Regions from separate parts of the Muntiacus reevesi genome. Here all the other regions are linked to region 1. The links are chromatin contacts, called in public Hi-C maps. All regions are on one chromosome and are shown on one strand. Each heading gives the region's core, a stretch centred on a gene start, on an enhancer-like site or on the middle of the called end of the contact. The rest is flanking DNA. Distances are from core to core; before and after follow the strand shown.

Region 1 (4,907 bases), core at 797-3,296:
GAATTGTTAGATTAAATGGATTAAGATACGTAATGCACTAATTGTCTGACATACAGTAGAAGCATCTGCTATTACTGTCATCTCCCGTGTCACCTTCTCTTGTTTCTTCACCAAATGTTGCCTTACACCTGGGGAAATGGAGACGGTACAGGTAAAAGCAACCCAGTGGTCTTGGCATTCTATTTTCCTTGTAGTGGTACTGAGTAAAAGAAGTAGTCTTCCTTCCAGTGAGCCGGCAGCATTAGAACAGATCCTCTCCCTTCATGTTCTTCAATTGTCATCAGGCTAGGCTCTCTGACTCCCAATTCATCCTTTGTGCCCCTCAATAAAACCCACTCTAATTGGGCAATTAACCTTTCTCTAAATTAAAGGCTGGGCAGGTAGTGATGGCAGGCTGTGATGGATAGTAGCTGTGGAGCCGCTGCTCTGGGCAGGCGGCCCTGGGGCCTTCTGAGGGCTCCATTCCTAAGAATTTTCCAAGATCCTCCTGGGCTACTTCTAACCACTAGATGGACAAGCTACAGGGTGATTATTTCCTTAGGCAAGCAAACACTTCAGCCCTTTAATATGGTATTTCCTGAGGCTGGAATAGTAACAGGAAGTCCTGTGGGGAAGAGTTCTGCCAAAACACTCATTCTGAGGAAGGGATCAGTAAACTGACAAATCTGCCCAGCCCTGTACAACATCCTGCAGCCTCCACACGTGGAACCCAGGGCAGGTCTCACCCACAGGCAGCTCACTGCCATCACTATTCTTCTGTGGGTTCCTGAATTCAGGGAGACCTATAGATGCGACCCTATGTGACAAACCCAGACAAAAATCTGCACTTAAAAAAAGCAGGTAGGTCATTTATTGGCATTAGGAGAGCATTCCTTTAAACAAGAGAAAGAACTCTGACCACTAAAATATCATCCATTTTATGAAAACTTGAGACCAACCTCTACGACATCTATATACAGTTTAATCACGAACAAGAGCAAGGATTCGAGTTAAATTAAACCACACTTCCTGTTACAAGGAAATGAAAGGAAAGCTGGGGGCGAGGGTAGGCCCTCCCCCATCCCAAGTCCCTGCATTCACACCGCAATGTTTCAGGTACGAGACATAACAATTCCCCAGTGCGGCACAAAACCGCTTCCCATTGTTTCTTACGGCAGTCACTGAATTACCAATTGTCCAAGGGCTAAGAAAATTTCGTGGAAAAGGGCGTACCCTTTGGCTCCGCGCGTGGCCTGTAGCTGAGGAGGCAAGTTCTTAAGAACCGACGACTGGCTGATACACTCTTGCGGAGACGCGCATTCATAGAATCTCAAGCTCGTGTCTCAGCTTCCCCATCTATAACATGCAGTCTTGGCGAGGGGAGATCCACTAGGCTCCCCATCTGTAAAATGCAGTCTTGGCGAGGGGAGATCCGCTAGGCGTCCAAATCGAAATCGTCACGCTCCTCATTGTACTCCAGCACGTGCCGCTTGATCTTGGACGAGTCAACCCAGGTGACAAAGTCCTCCATGCTTCGCGTGACAAGGAAGGCGGGGTCTGTGACCACGTCGGGGCCCACGCGCACGTGGCCCTGCTCCACGAATGCCACGGCGGCCTGGAGGTGCTGAGCCATGCGCAGCTTAAGCAGCACGGTGGGCAGGCGGCGGCGGCAAAAGGACGAGGCCGTGACGAAATCGCAGAGCTCCAGCGATCCCCGCGTGGGCACTAGGCCGAGCGCATACAGCTTATCCAGCAGCGCGGCCGAGGAGCGCACGCGAAACGGGTCACGCTCCGGCAGATCGCGTAGGCGCCGGGCCAGCTCGCGCACAGCACGGCTCAGCTGGTTGTAGCGCGTATAGTCCTCGCGCCGCTGCAGCCGATAACGCCGCAACACGCGTAGCTCATGCAGGTTGTGATCTGTGACCTCCCAGTTCAGAAAGTCCACCTGCTTCAGCAGCTTCTGCTCGTGAAACTTAAGCTTCCGCACCATGATGGCGGCGCAAACGCTGCCGGTCCGGAGGCTCGGCGCGCATTCCGGCTGTCGCGCGACTTCCGCCTCAGTACGGCTAGACCCGGCCGCCTTGGGGACCCTGCGCCAATGAAAGGAAGACTCAGGGCCAGGCCTCCCATTTCCATTGGTCAGGATGAGGCCACGCCCCGTGTTCGTTTCTCGCGTTTCTTCTCCGCGTTCTCTGAGGGAGGCGGAGGGAAGAAACGCTCGGAGAGGCCGGGGTTGGGAGAGGCGGCCTCCGAGGCGAGTCTGTGAGGTTTTAAGTTGCTGAGAATGAATTACTTAGTGCCGTAATTGTTTCCTCTTGTTTAGGTTTCTGTCATTCAGGGCCTCTCTGGAGAGCCTCTTCCAGAAGAGCCAAAGAGGATAGCTCCGGGAAAGAGGGGTGACCGCCGCGCTAATATGGATTTACTGTGCTAACTGTGGCAGGGGGCGAGGGGTGGGTAGGGGGCTGCCCTCCCACCGAGTGGGGGCTTCTCGGAGCCGACAGGGGCTGATCGAACATCCCCACAGCCTACTAACCGCAAGTCCATTACGAGGCGGGCGGAGCTTTTTCACCCTACCAATTGGGGCTTGAGTTCAGTACTGATTCCCAGGCTACTTCCTGCATGCCCAGAATCAGGATCTACACTGGAGTCACTTGGGAATCTGTATTGTTAACAAGAATGCCAGGTGATTCATAAAATCCACTAAATTTGAAAAACTTGGATAGTACAAATCCTTACTCTTTAATCCGGGCTGAAAAGAATTAGCCTGGCAGGTTGGATTTCTGGAGTATTTAGTGAACAGACAACACTTTTTCTGCAAATTATATCTGTTTTAGTTTAGTGTAGCGCTACAGGACTACTTCTTTATTTACCCAAGACTATGACGCCACCTAGCTTCTTTGCCTGTAATTTTATTTTTGTACGCTTTTCATTGTTTTTTTAAAGATAGAATATTTGATATGGGCGATACTATATGTAACATGTGAGATACAAAGAATACTTGTGGACCCAACAGCCAGTTTAAGAAAGCATCACCAGGACCTATTCAACCACTGTCCCAGTCAGAGGTAAAGATATCTGTTGTCCTGAATTTAGTGTTTATCTTTGCCTTTTATTTAAAAAGAAAAATAGTTCTATCATTTTATGCATCCCTAAGTATATTGAGAATTTTCTTACTTGAAGCATAGCCCATGGATCAGCAGAGAGCTGTTGAAAATGCAGAATTTCAGACCCCATTCTGAACTTACAGAATCAGAATCTGCATTTAACCAGATCCCCAGGTAATTTGCATGCATGATATTTGAGAAGTGTTGCTTAGATGATATCACATATGGAATTTTTTATATATAGCTGCAGTTGCTTTTTAAAAAACTGCTGCATTATATTCCATTGTTTTGTTGTTATTCACTTGCTCAGTTGTGTTCGACTCTTTGCAACCCCACGGACTGCAGCACTCCAGGCTTCCCTGTCCTTCACTATCTCCTTGAGTTTGCTTAAACTCATGTCCATTGAGTTGATGATGCCATCCAGTTATCTCATCCTCTATTGTTCCCTTTTCCTCCTGCCTTCTATCTTTTCTTAGTATCAGCGTCTTTCCTGATGAGTCGGCTCTTTGAGTCAGGTGGCCAAAGTATTGGAGCTTCAACTTCAGCATCAGTCCTTCCAATTAATATTCAGGGTTGATTTCCTTTAGGATGGACTGGTTGGATCTCCGTGCAGTCCAAAGGACTCTCAAGAGTCTTTTCCATCATCACAGTTTGAAAGCATCAGTTCTTCAGAGCTCAGCCTTCTTTATGGTCCAACTGTCACATCCATATATGACTACTAGAAAAACCATGTTTGGTTCTATCCAATTTATTAATCCATCTCCTGTTGGATTTTTTCTTTTTTTGGAGTGACTATTTTTTAGCAGTGCTATGTTCCTGTAGGTTTCCTGTTGTACCTATGCAGTAGCTTCTAGTATACATCTTGAAGTTGAATTACTGAGTTGTAAAGGATACGTGAATATGTAAAGTGCATGCTCAGCTTTACTGCTGCTGCTGCTAAGTCACTTCAGTCGTGTCCGACTCTGTGCGACCCCATAGACGGCAGCCCACCAGGCTCCGCTGTCTCTGGGATTCTCCAGGCAAGAACACTGGAGTGGGCTGCCATTTCCTTCTCCAATGTATGAAAGTGAAAAGTGAGAGTGAAGTCGCTCAGTTCTGTCTGACTCTTTATGACCCCATGGACTGCAGCCTACCAGGCTCTTCCGTCCATGGGATTTTCCAGGCAAGAGTGCTGGAGTGGGGTGCCGTTGCCTTCTCCGGCTCAGCTTTACTAGCTATTGTCAAATTGTTTTCCAAAGGGGCTGTACCAATTTATATTCCTTTGTAATTACATGAGAGTTTCCTTTGCTCCTCATTCTTGACAGTGCTTGGTTGGTAGACTTTTTAAATATTTGTGAATCTGATGAGTGTGTGATGGTATTTCACTGTGATTTTAATTTGCATTTCCTGATGAATAAAGGTTTCATATATGTTTCTTCCTCTGTGGAATGCCTCTTTGTGTATTTTTCTGTTGGTTTGTGGGGTAGGTAGAATAGTGACCCCCCCCCCCCAACCCCCAAGATGTCCACCCAGAGCCTGTGATGTTACCTTATATGAGAAAAGGGATCTTGTGGATGTGATTAAATTAAGCATCTTGAGACAGTGACATTGTCCTGGATTAACTGAGTTAGTCTCATTAATCACCAATGTCCTTAGAAGTGAAGAGGGAGGCAGAAGAGTCAGGGATATATGATGATGCATGCAGAAGTCTCAGGTGTGATTTCTGACTTTGAGGATGATTGGGAGCCAGGAGCAGAGGAGTGTGGGCAACCTTTAGAAGTGGGAAAAAGCAAAGAAGTGGTTTTTTTACCTAGAGCCTTCAGGAGGAACATGGCCCTTGCTGAC
Region 2 (4,235 bases), core at 1,496-3,995, 130 kb before region 1:
CTAGCGATATCTCGGTGGCTTTTATTTATTCACTAAATAGGGTGAACTGACGCTGGTCTTGCTTTGGGGGGCGCTCACGGAGCGCCAGGAGAGGAGGGGGCGGGACTAGAGTTTTCCCGCTCTCTTCCGCATAAAGGCTACTCCCCTAAGAGAGCCGAGTTCGTATACAAGAGGCAGGCCCCAGGTAGCTCACTCCCAGGTCCTTGTCCGTCCTCCGTAATCCGCCGGAGAGCACAAGAAATGAACGCTGGCAACAGGTGGGCCAGACTCCAAACCGGAAGGACAAGGCAGCGAACTGTGAACCTCATCAATAGCCGACTGATGGGAACAATCTCCCCGGGAGCCAAACCCTGCCCCAGGACGGAGCTCAAAAAGTAAGTCACACGGACGAAACAAACGAGACCCCCAGGCCAAACCTCTAGGAGGTTACGAAGAAGCGGCAAATATGCAGAACTGGGCCTTCCTCCGCTCCTTGCACTGGGTGCCACACGGCGTTCCCACCGGGACATCAAGAACCATTTGGAACTCTAGCAGAATTGGGCCGCCCTCGACTTCTCTGTCAGCAGGGGATGAGCTGCCCTGGATATTGCCTAAGGCATCCACGGCAATCCTAGGTTGCTCAGAGGTTTTGATAAAGCTTAGTAAGGACAGCGGCTGCCTTGTGCTGAAAAGAAAACACACTGGCAGCGTCCGCAGCGTTCTGAAGCTTAGGTTTACGGCAGTCTCCGGGTAGTTGAGTCGCGAGAAAAGCTAGGATGCAGGGTCAAAACTTTTGTACTTGGCGAGGAAGGACAGACCACACCCCCTCCTCCCAACCCTTACAGAACCGCGAGAGCAAAGCCACCTTACACCGTCAACCCCTAACTTCAAAGCGAAGGCTACCAGATCTCGAGCCTTGGAGGAAACCGTGTGCCTTCTCGGCTCTCCCCGCCCCCCTTGCCAAGGGCTCCAAGCCCGGGACTTCCGGGCGGGAGGACTGTTCGAAGGAGCAAGGCGCGGCTTACACATGTGCTGAGCGCGCACACACACGCTAGGGGAGGGGGCGGGGAACAGGGGTGGACTTCCCCCTCCAAGCTCGCTCTCCCGTAGGGGGCGGGACTATCCACCCCACCAATCAGAAGTAGGGGCGGACCCTTGCGCCTCACGTAAGCCGCCGGAATCCTCCCTCCGCCCTTTACGGAAAAAAATCCTAGCAACTTAAACTCCAGCCCGGCCTCCGATAGGCGGAGCTGGGAAGAATGTCATCCAATCAACAACCGAGCAGGAAAAAAGGGAGCCTCGCCCAGCCAGTGGAAAACAAGAGAAGGCGGGCCCTCTGAAGAAGCCCGAGACGGGTGGAGGAGAGGAGGGAAGGCCCCGCCCCTCAGCTCGCCTCCAGGCCGGTTGCACAAGCCGTCGCCGGAGTATAGTAAACAGGCTAGGCCAAGGAGTGGAAGCAGGGGTATTCTGGCGCTCCAAGGGCCGGGCCCCTGCGCCTCCTCTCCTGGCGTCGCCCCGCCCAACCTCCGCGGTTCGCGCCGGCGCCCCGCCCCCCAGCCCGCGGCCGCCATCCCGGCTGACAGGCGCGCCCCCCGCGCCCCTCCCGCCCGCTGATGCATTTCCTTTTCCCGATCCGAGCGTGGAGACTGTTTGCCCAGTTTCCGACCTTCACTGCCCCTTTCAGGCTACCCCCTCGTGGGCGCGCTCACTCGCCGGTGCCCCCGCCCCCGCCCCTTCCGCGGGCGAGCAGCACGGCAGGGGGAGGGGAAAGGAGCTGCCGTCGCCGCCTTGGGGTGGGCGGGGAAGGAGGCAGCTCCATGTTTGCAAAGGGATCAGCTGGGGCTGCGGGTCGAAGCCGCCGAGTTCCTGGAGGTTTTCCACACCCCCGGGCCGGGTTCCGGCGCCGAACGCTGGCTCTCCTGCCACGGCCCGGGAGTTCGGAGAGCCCAGACCGGCGCATGGGTATACTGCCGAGGCGCTGGGGCTCTTTCCGGTGGCCTCCCCCGCCCCCGACCGCCCCTCCCGCAAGTCCGGCGTTGCCCCCGCCCCCAGAGTCCATAACAACCGCGGGCCCAAGGAGCCCGCGCCTCTTCTGAGCGCGCCCACCGCCCCCTCCGACAAGTTTACGGACAGAAACAAAACCCTTGGGCGGCTGCCGCCCTCGCCCAGCGTGGTTAGCGGGGAAAGCTGCGGGCCTGGGCTCGCTCGCTAACTCCAGCTCTCGATCAACTCCGGGCGGTTTGGTGGGCCCGGCCGGCTGAGCTCAGGCCGCCGCCCCCTGCCGAGCCCGCGCGCCGCAGCTCGGGCCCGGTTCCAGTCGGTGTACGGAATCTCCCCTTTTTTCTTCTTTACAATAATTTTTTAAGGCATTCCAGGAGCGCGAGGGATCTCCTCCTGCCGGCCCCTTACCCAGCCCACCGCCGAAACCTACCGAAACCGACCGCTCGGTGAAATAAACTAGGCAGCACGGCCGGTACACTGGCGACCCCGGGTCGGGCCGACCCCCTCCCCGCGGATCCGGCCCGGCTTGGAAACACACACTGGTGAGCGGGCGGCGCCAAGAGCTCTCCTTCCTGGCCTGCCCCTCGCCTCCCTCGGCCGCCGGACTCCAAGCCTCCCCTAGCTCCGTCCCAGGGCCCGCGGCGCCTGCACCATGGCTGACTGGTCAAAGGGACCGGCCGGCAAACAAGCCCCCCAAACGCCCGAGATTGGGGAGACCAAATTAAAAGCAGCTGTTTAACATACCTTCCAGCCAGGCGAGGAGTCCTGAATGGGGGGGAACGCCCCCTACGGGCCATTGGCTCCCCGGTGCTCGCGTCAGTCATCTTGGGCCCGCCTCCTCCCCTTGCTCCACCTCTTCCCCTTCATTGAACGCCCCCTCCCTCCAAAAAATAGAAATAAATTAATTAAACTAGCTGTGAGTGGGAGGCGCAACCATGGCAGAGGGCCCCATCTCTACCGCACCGCCGCTTGGAGTTACTTGAGGCCCTTGGACTGGAAGGAAACCTCCTGGGACTCGAAGATCCGCTGGGTGAACCTGGAGGAGGAGCTATTGGGGCTACCCGGCCCCCACATCCTTCTTACACACACCCCATTTGGAACTGGGCAGAGGGGGCGGGTAAGGATACCCTAGCGACTGACTGGAATGTCCCGACTCCCCTGGCTGTGTAACCTAACCGTGTCCGGCGCCTGCCTAAAAATTGAGCGGTGTAAGCGGGAAGTCCTGCCTTCGGGGTAACAGGCACTTGCCTGAGCACCTTCAGGGGTGAGGCAGACACATTCATACCGCACCTGCTGCTTTTTGCCATTACAGAAACTGAATGAGATGCTCACTCTGTGCCCTCTTAGGGCTTCAGACCTAGCTGAAGAGAGGATACAGGAAGAGCTAAGGCAATTTGGAAATGAATATAGAGACACCTCCAGAGGCTCAGAGCAGGGAGATTCTTCTAGCTGAGGAAAACTGGGTGAAGACTTCATGGAGGAGGTGTCACTCAGCAGAAACGGAGGGGCAACTAACTCATTTTCAGCAAAGCACACAAAATGATAAATGCAAAGCAGTATTAAAAGCTTCTTCAAGTGTGGTTATAGTAATGAAAACCAGAGTTCCTCCAACTAATAAAAAAAAAAAAAAGAAAACCAGAGTTGCAAAGATGGAGTGAGTCAAAGAGAAGACTTTTCCACCTTGTTAAAATTCTTAAAGATTTGTATAGCAGAATGTACAAGCAGCATGCTGGGTCACAGGACCACAGGCCCAGAACTACCATTTAAGATGCTGAATATCCCAGCAGCTGGATGAATTCTGAGGGTGGGTTGAGAGAAGGGTGACTACAAGCAGCAAGGTGAGGCAGAAAGGCTGTTGTAATGAGCGGTTTGAAGACTAGAGGTACATCTTCTGGTGGTAGGGGTAGGTGGGGGGAGGCAAGATATTTCTTGTCTCTCCTGGTCCCCCAATCCAGAAACCCTTCCTATTTTCAGCAGCCCTAGTCAAAATTCTGACTCAGACGCTTCCCTGGATCATTTGAATTTTTTTTTTTTTTGTGGGGGGATGGTGAGGCTACCCCACATCCCTGTGCTCAACAGAGCTGACCCTGGGGCCAGGTTACACAGTGAGTGAGCAAGAAAGACCAGTTGAGATATTCAGGAAAAGAAGCTAGTGTGGATGAGGTGGGGTGTCAGAATGCAAAGGGCCTTTAAATCCTGTGGCAGAATAGGGTAGCCTGGTGCCAGTTAGGCTGTCCCAACAATTCAGGTGAGAT
Region 3 (4,715 bases), core at 512-3,011, 200 kb before region 1:
GGTGGGAGAGACCCATTATTTCAGGTAAAGAGGACTTTGTAAACTTTATATTATCCAGAACTGTTTCAAAGTCCTCCTCCCCAGCTGCCATAAGCATATATTACATATAATAAAAACTAGTTTACTAAAAATTAAAAATAAGAAGTGATATAGTCTGCAAAGTCACTAGTCTGGCACCTAGCATCTAGTAAAGGCTTAATAAGTCCATCTGCTGTACATATTATTGTATTTGATTAGTAACTAGTTTCATTCTAGAATGGGAGGGTGACCAGTCAGTGGCAGAGTTGGCTTAGCATTAATTATGTTGAGACTTTAAGTGATCCACTTAAATATAAGAAGGAACAGTTACACAGGGATCTAAGCAAAAACCCATCCAGTCCTGAAATCCTGATACCACCCTGCAGGCATAGCCATTCAGCTGTCGTTTCGCCAGAGACCAGGGCTGAAGTGGCCATACCTGACCCAGGGCAAGGCTCCTCACCTGGACAGGTTCCCCATCACGCCACACCAGGCCTTCTCCATCGCTTTCCCAGCGAAGGTGAACTTCCTGACCCACCCATGCCTCTGGGATGGTCAGCTCTACGCGGAACCAACAGGTCCACCATCTGCAACAGAACCACTAAGATGAGCCTAGGGGTCAAAGCCCTGTCCTTTCGACATACTTCCTATGATTAAGGGTCAGCGAAGGCTTGAGACTTTCTGCCAGAATCTGCAGCACCACAAGATATTCAGCTTTGATCCAAAAGAAAGAAGCAATGGGGTGTGCAGCAAGGTGAGAAAAGGAGGCAGAGAGTCAGGGGTCTGTGATCTGTCCTAGAGTGCCCTTCCCAAGGGATGTCACTGAGCAGGAAGAAGTGAAGTGAAAGTCACTGAGTCGTGTCTCTTTGTGACCCCATGGACTGTAGCCCGCCAGGCTCCTCTGTCCGTGGAATTCTCCGGGCAAGAATACTGGAGTGGGTTGCCGTTCCCTTCTCTAGGGGATCTTCCCAACCCAGGGATCGAACCCAAGTCTCTGCATTGCAGACGGATTCTTTAATATCTGAGCCACAGGGCAGCCCGCGGGGAGTAGTGGGGAAGAGAAAATTCTTCCATGAAGGCTTGAGGAACCAGGGAGCTATCTCCAGCAGAGGGTGCTGCTCTGCCCCAAGTGACAGTCTCGGGCAGAGAGCCGACAAAGGAGGCTTATAGGGGAGTCAAGCAAGCTGGGAGGTGGGGCCCAGGGACTCCGTCCTCTCTGGAGCGTTACCCACGTGGGTCCGAAGCTGTCGCCGACCTGCGCGGGGCGGAAGTCCTGCTGGACTGCCTCCTCGTAGGGAAGTCTTTCGGGCGTCAAGAAGCTGGAGAGCTCGGCCACTGGGCAGCTGTCTCCGAAGAGCCTAGGCGGGAGGGGCAGGTGGTGCGCGCTCGTGGGCCAGCCGGCGGGTGGGGATGCGCGTACCCTCCATCCACCGCCGGGAGGGCTGCCCCATGACACAGTCTCTCCCCACCCTCTCCTCCCGGGCCCCAGCACTATCTGAGGCGGACACTTTGTCCCTCGGCCCACGTGGCCGAAGCTTGGGTTTCCCCTCGGAAGGGAAGGCTAGATACGCGTGGATGCGGCCGGCGGGTGTCCTGGGCAAGGGGGCCACACCTGCCGCGGAGATTACAATCGGTAAAGTAGAGCGGCGATACGAATTTCTCCACCCGCTCCAGCGTAGTGCGCCAGTGCTTCAGGGCCGGCGCCGCCGCCATCACCGCGCGCTCGCTCCTCTCTCCTCTCCCCGGAAGACCCCAGGCGCTGCCGGCGCGGTCCTCGGTCTGGAACCAAAGGTTCCGGCGCCTAAAAGGCGCCTTCCAGGCCCGGGCAACTTTCCGTGGAACACCAGCGGCTCAGTGAAGCCCCGCTGCTCCGAACTTTGAGCAGCGAGCTGAAAACTAAAAGCTGCGCTTCTGAGGCTTTACTCTTATCTCGGTCCAAGCTGGTCGCCACTGGGCAAATCCTTAAGTAAAATAGGAAGTCTGACGTTTCGATTTTGAGAAAAGCCTAGGACAGAAACAGACCGAAGGCGCGACTGGTGGGAGCTTGGGTTGCTGCAGATCCAGGTGACTTAAGTCTCAGAAGCTACAAGAGGAACCTCCTTGTCTATGGCCCTGTGTGTGCTTAAGGTGGCGCCAGGGACCGGTGCTTTGAAGCCATTCGGCGGACGTGTGTTAAATAGGGAGTGCTTTATATTCCAGTAACCTCAGCTCCCTCTACTACGTGTTCTATTTTATGTATATGGCTAATTGCTGCCCATTGCCAGAAACTTAAGACTTTGAGACGGCAGATCAGACATAGAATTTATGAGCCTAACAGAATAATGCATTTCTCTGTAGGGACTGATGAGTTCAGAGAAGCCATAATACCAGAAACACCTCCAATTTCATCCTCATGTTACTCTGGTAGTCTATTGGCAGGTTTCCCCCACCTCCCTCCTGGGAATGGGATGAAATCTTTCTCTATAAAATCACCAGGAAGAAAAGTATATACACAACATAACGGACCCCTGATGTTTTAATAGAAATACTGACCAAGTTTACAACATTTCAAATGCAAATCGTAGGGAAAGGTGACTTAAGTACAGAATACCAAACATGACTTAAAATATAACTTGCTGCTGTAAGATAGGCTGAGCTGAGCTTGGAGCTCAGATGTCAGAAGGCAGGAGACATAAAAATGCTGTTTGTAAATCCTGGCTGTAGGTGAAGCTCCCTTCTTTTGGTTGCACTAGTAGGATTGGTCCTGAAACCCTATCCTGACCTGCAGGCAGCTGCTCTGGACATAACCCTCTGCAGACACAGCAATAGCTGGGGCTGCCTGGGTCACGTTCAGTCAGTTCCCCCTATTAACTCCAAGTCAACAGGATCTTTCTTAAGCAAGCAGATGGGGATGGGTTGAGTCACTGGTGGAAAACCTGAAGATCCTACCCAACCCATCAGTATCACTCCACCTTCCAAGTGAGGCAGTGCTGCAGCTTCACCAGAATCTCCTCCCACAGCCTTTGGTGCCGCTTCACACATGTGAGATGAGTCTCCTATAACTGTCCCATCCCTCCACTGCCCCCCTCAACAAAAAAGTCTAAAAATCAGGTAAGCTTACCATTCGTAAGGAAACTCCAGAGCAAAAAAAATTTGTGGTTTTGTGGTGGTGATATTAGGGATTTTTAATTAAAAAGCAAACAAAACCACACAGGAACACTGTTGTTTACTTTGACTAGAGTAATGGTTGCTGGAGAAAAATTCACCAAAGTCCCAGGAGGGGCTCAGTTGGTGTTTGTTCAGAAAAGCCAGTCTGCCCACATACAAAAATCCTAATCACTCATGTTTAAATATCTGCTGCTTTAAATTTACGTAATTAAAAAATATATATACGTATATATTCCATTTGCAGTTGCTAATGTATCAAGTCTTCTCCCTCCTAACCCCATTTATATCACACACAGTGTAGACACTTCTTTCAAACACTAGTTTGGTATTTAAGCTGTTCACTCCCATTTCCAATAAAGGTAAGAAAAAAAAGAGAAGCACAAACTATACAGCTGCACAACATACCCATATGTAAAATATTTCCAAACAGCTGAAATAAGGGGGTATAATATGTACCAAAAGAATGAATAACTCTATTTTTAAAATGTGAGATATTTTGATTTGGGACAAGTACAACTGACTGCTAACTATTTAAAGCAAAACCCTGTTTTTGTACTGTATGTATATAAGGAACTGAAGCCCAAATCCCTGCTTCACAGTATTCTCTGGTGAGGACAAGGGACTTGTGTTGAGAGTTTATTCCTTAAGTAAGAACCAAGCTTTATTTATTTACAAAAAAAAAAAAAAGTTGGGGCAAGAAGGAAGACAAGTTTTACACAAAAGTACTACAACGGTAACTCCCTTTGGTAAAAAGTGTAATAAATGTCTTGTACATCTGTTCATAGGTACTAAATCTGAAGCCACATAGAACTATGGTACACAAGAAGCTAGAGCAGTTATGCTAGCACATCAAAGCATATTTCTTTTAATAAAAAATTGACAGTATGTACATTATTTACAAAAAAAAAGAAAAACCAAGTTAAAATTGTGTGTGTGTGTGTGTGTGTGTGTGTGTGTGTGTGTGTGAGTAAAGCTGGTGGATGGCACTAGGGCAGACTAGTAAAGAAGCAGGTACAAAACAGTTCCACGGGAGCTAAAAAGGACGACTGATTTGAACTTGTTGAGGCTGAGAACCAGAGGAGAGAAGAAAGGGTGGGCAGCAAGGTACTCGTCAGGAATCAAATCCACAAGATGATCAATCCCAAGGCCAAACTGCAGGTCCCAGAGAAAACCTAATGGGTGATCTAGATGTGCTCAAGTGACCAGGAAAAAAAAAATCCAATCCAGTTTTTTTTTTTTTTTTTTCCTTTTTGGGGGGAAGAGGAAAGGAGCAGTGACCATCAGAGTTGCAATCCATCTAAGCGATGACTCTTCTTGAGTCTGTCAGTCGATGCTTGCCCATCCAGTCCAGGTGTGAACAGCATCTGGTTCCCTCACCGAAGGTCGCCTCAGGAGGCTCCAGTCTCCACTCTGCTGGTGTGTGCAAGCTGCGTGTCCCTGTGCTTGCGTGGGTTTCCTCCCCTCCAGGGCAGGTTAATACCCAAAACCCCTGGGAAAAGTTCCAACTCCGGCTTTGTAAGGGATCACACGTTCCTTATATGTAGCCCACT

Evidence for each region. A called contact is a pair of places that touch in the nucleus more often than the background predicts.
Region 2: a Hi-C map of blood shows a contact between it and region 1, with 3 times the contacts expected there. The contact joins the promoter of SIN3A here to the promoter of IMP3 in region 1. A contact is called at or near these places in 2 of 3 Hi-C or Micro-C datasets (blood and muscle).
Region 3: a contact with region 1 is called in a Hi-C map of muscle, with 12 times the contacts expected there. The contact joins the promoter of MAN2C1 here to the promoter of IMP3 in region 1. A contact is called at or near these places in 2 of 3 Hi-C or Micro-C datasets (blood and muscle).

What each region holds. Positions count from the first base shown.
Region 1 is chr15:31,200,439-31,205,345 of mMunRee1.1, reverse strand. It overlaps IMP3 (IMP U3 small nucleolar ribonucleoprotein 3), which reads right to left and starts at 2,046. Exons shown (of 1, transcript XM_065906334.1): 1 at 830-2,046. The coding sequence starts at 1,969. The coding sequence ends at 1,415.
Region 2 is chr15:31,332,082-31,336,316 of mMunRee1.1, reverse strand. It overlaps SIN3A (SIN3 transcription regulator family member A), which reads right to left and starts at 2,745. Exons shown (of 21, transcript XM_065906794.1): 1 at 2,725-2,745.
Region 3 is chr15:31,403,324-31,408,038 of mMunRee1.1, reverse strand. MAN2C1 (mannosidase alpha class 2C member 1) reads right to left here and starts at 1,761. Exons shown (of 25, transcript XM_065905976.1): 1 at 1,631-1,761; 2 at 1,251-1,376; 3 at 482-605. The coding sequence starts at 1,731. SIN3A (SIN3 transcription regulator family member A) reads right to left here. Exons shown (of 21, transcript XM_065906794.1): 21 at 2,516-4,715.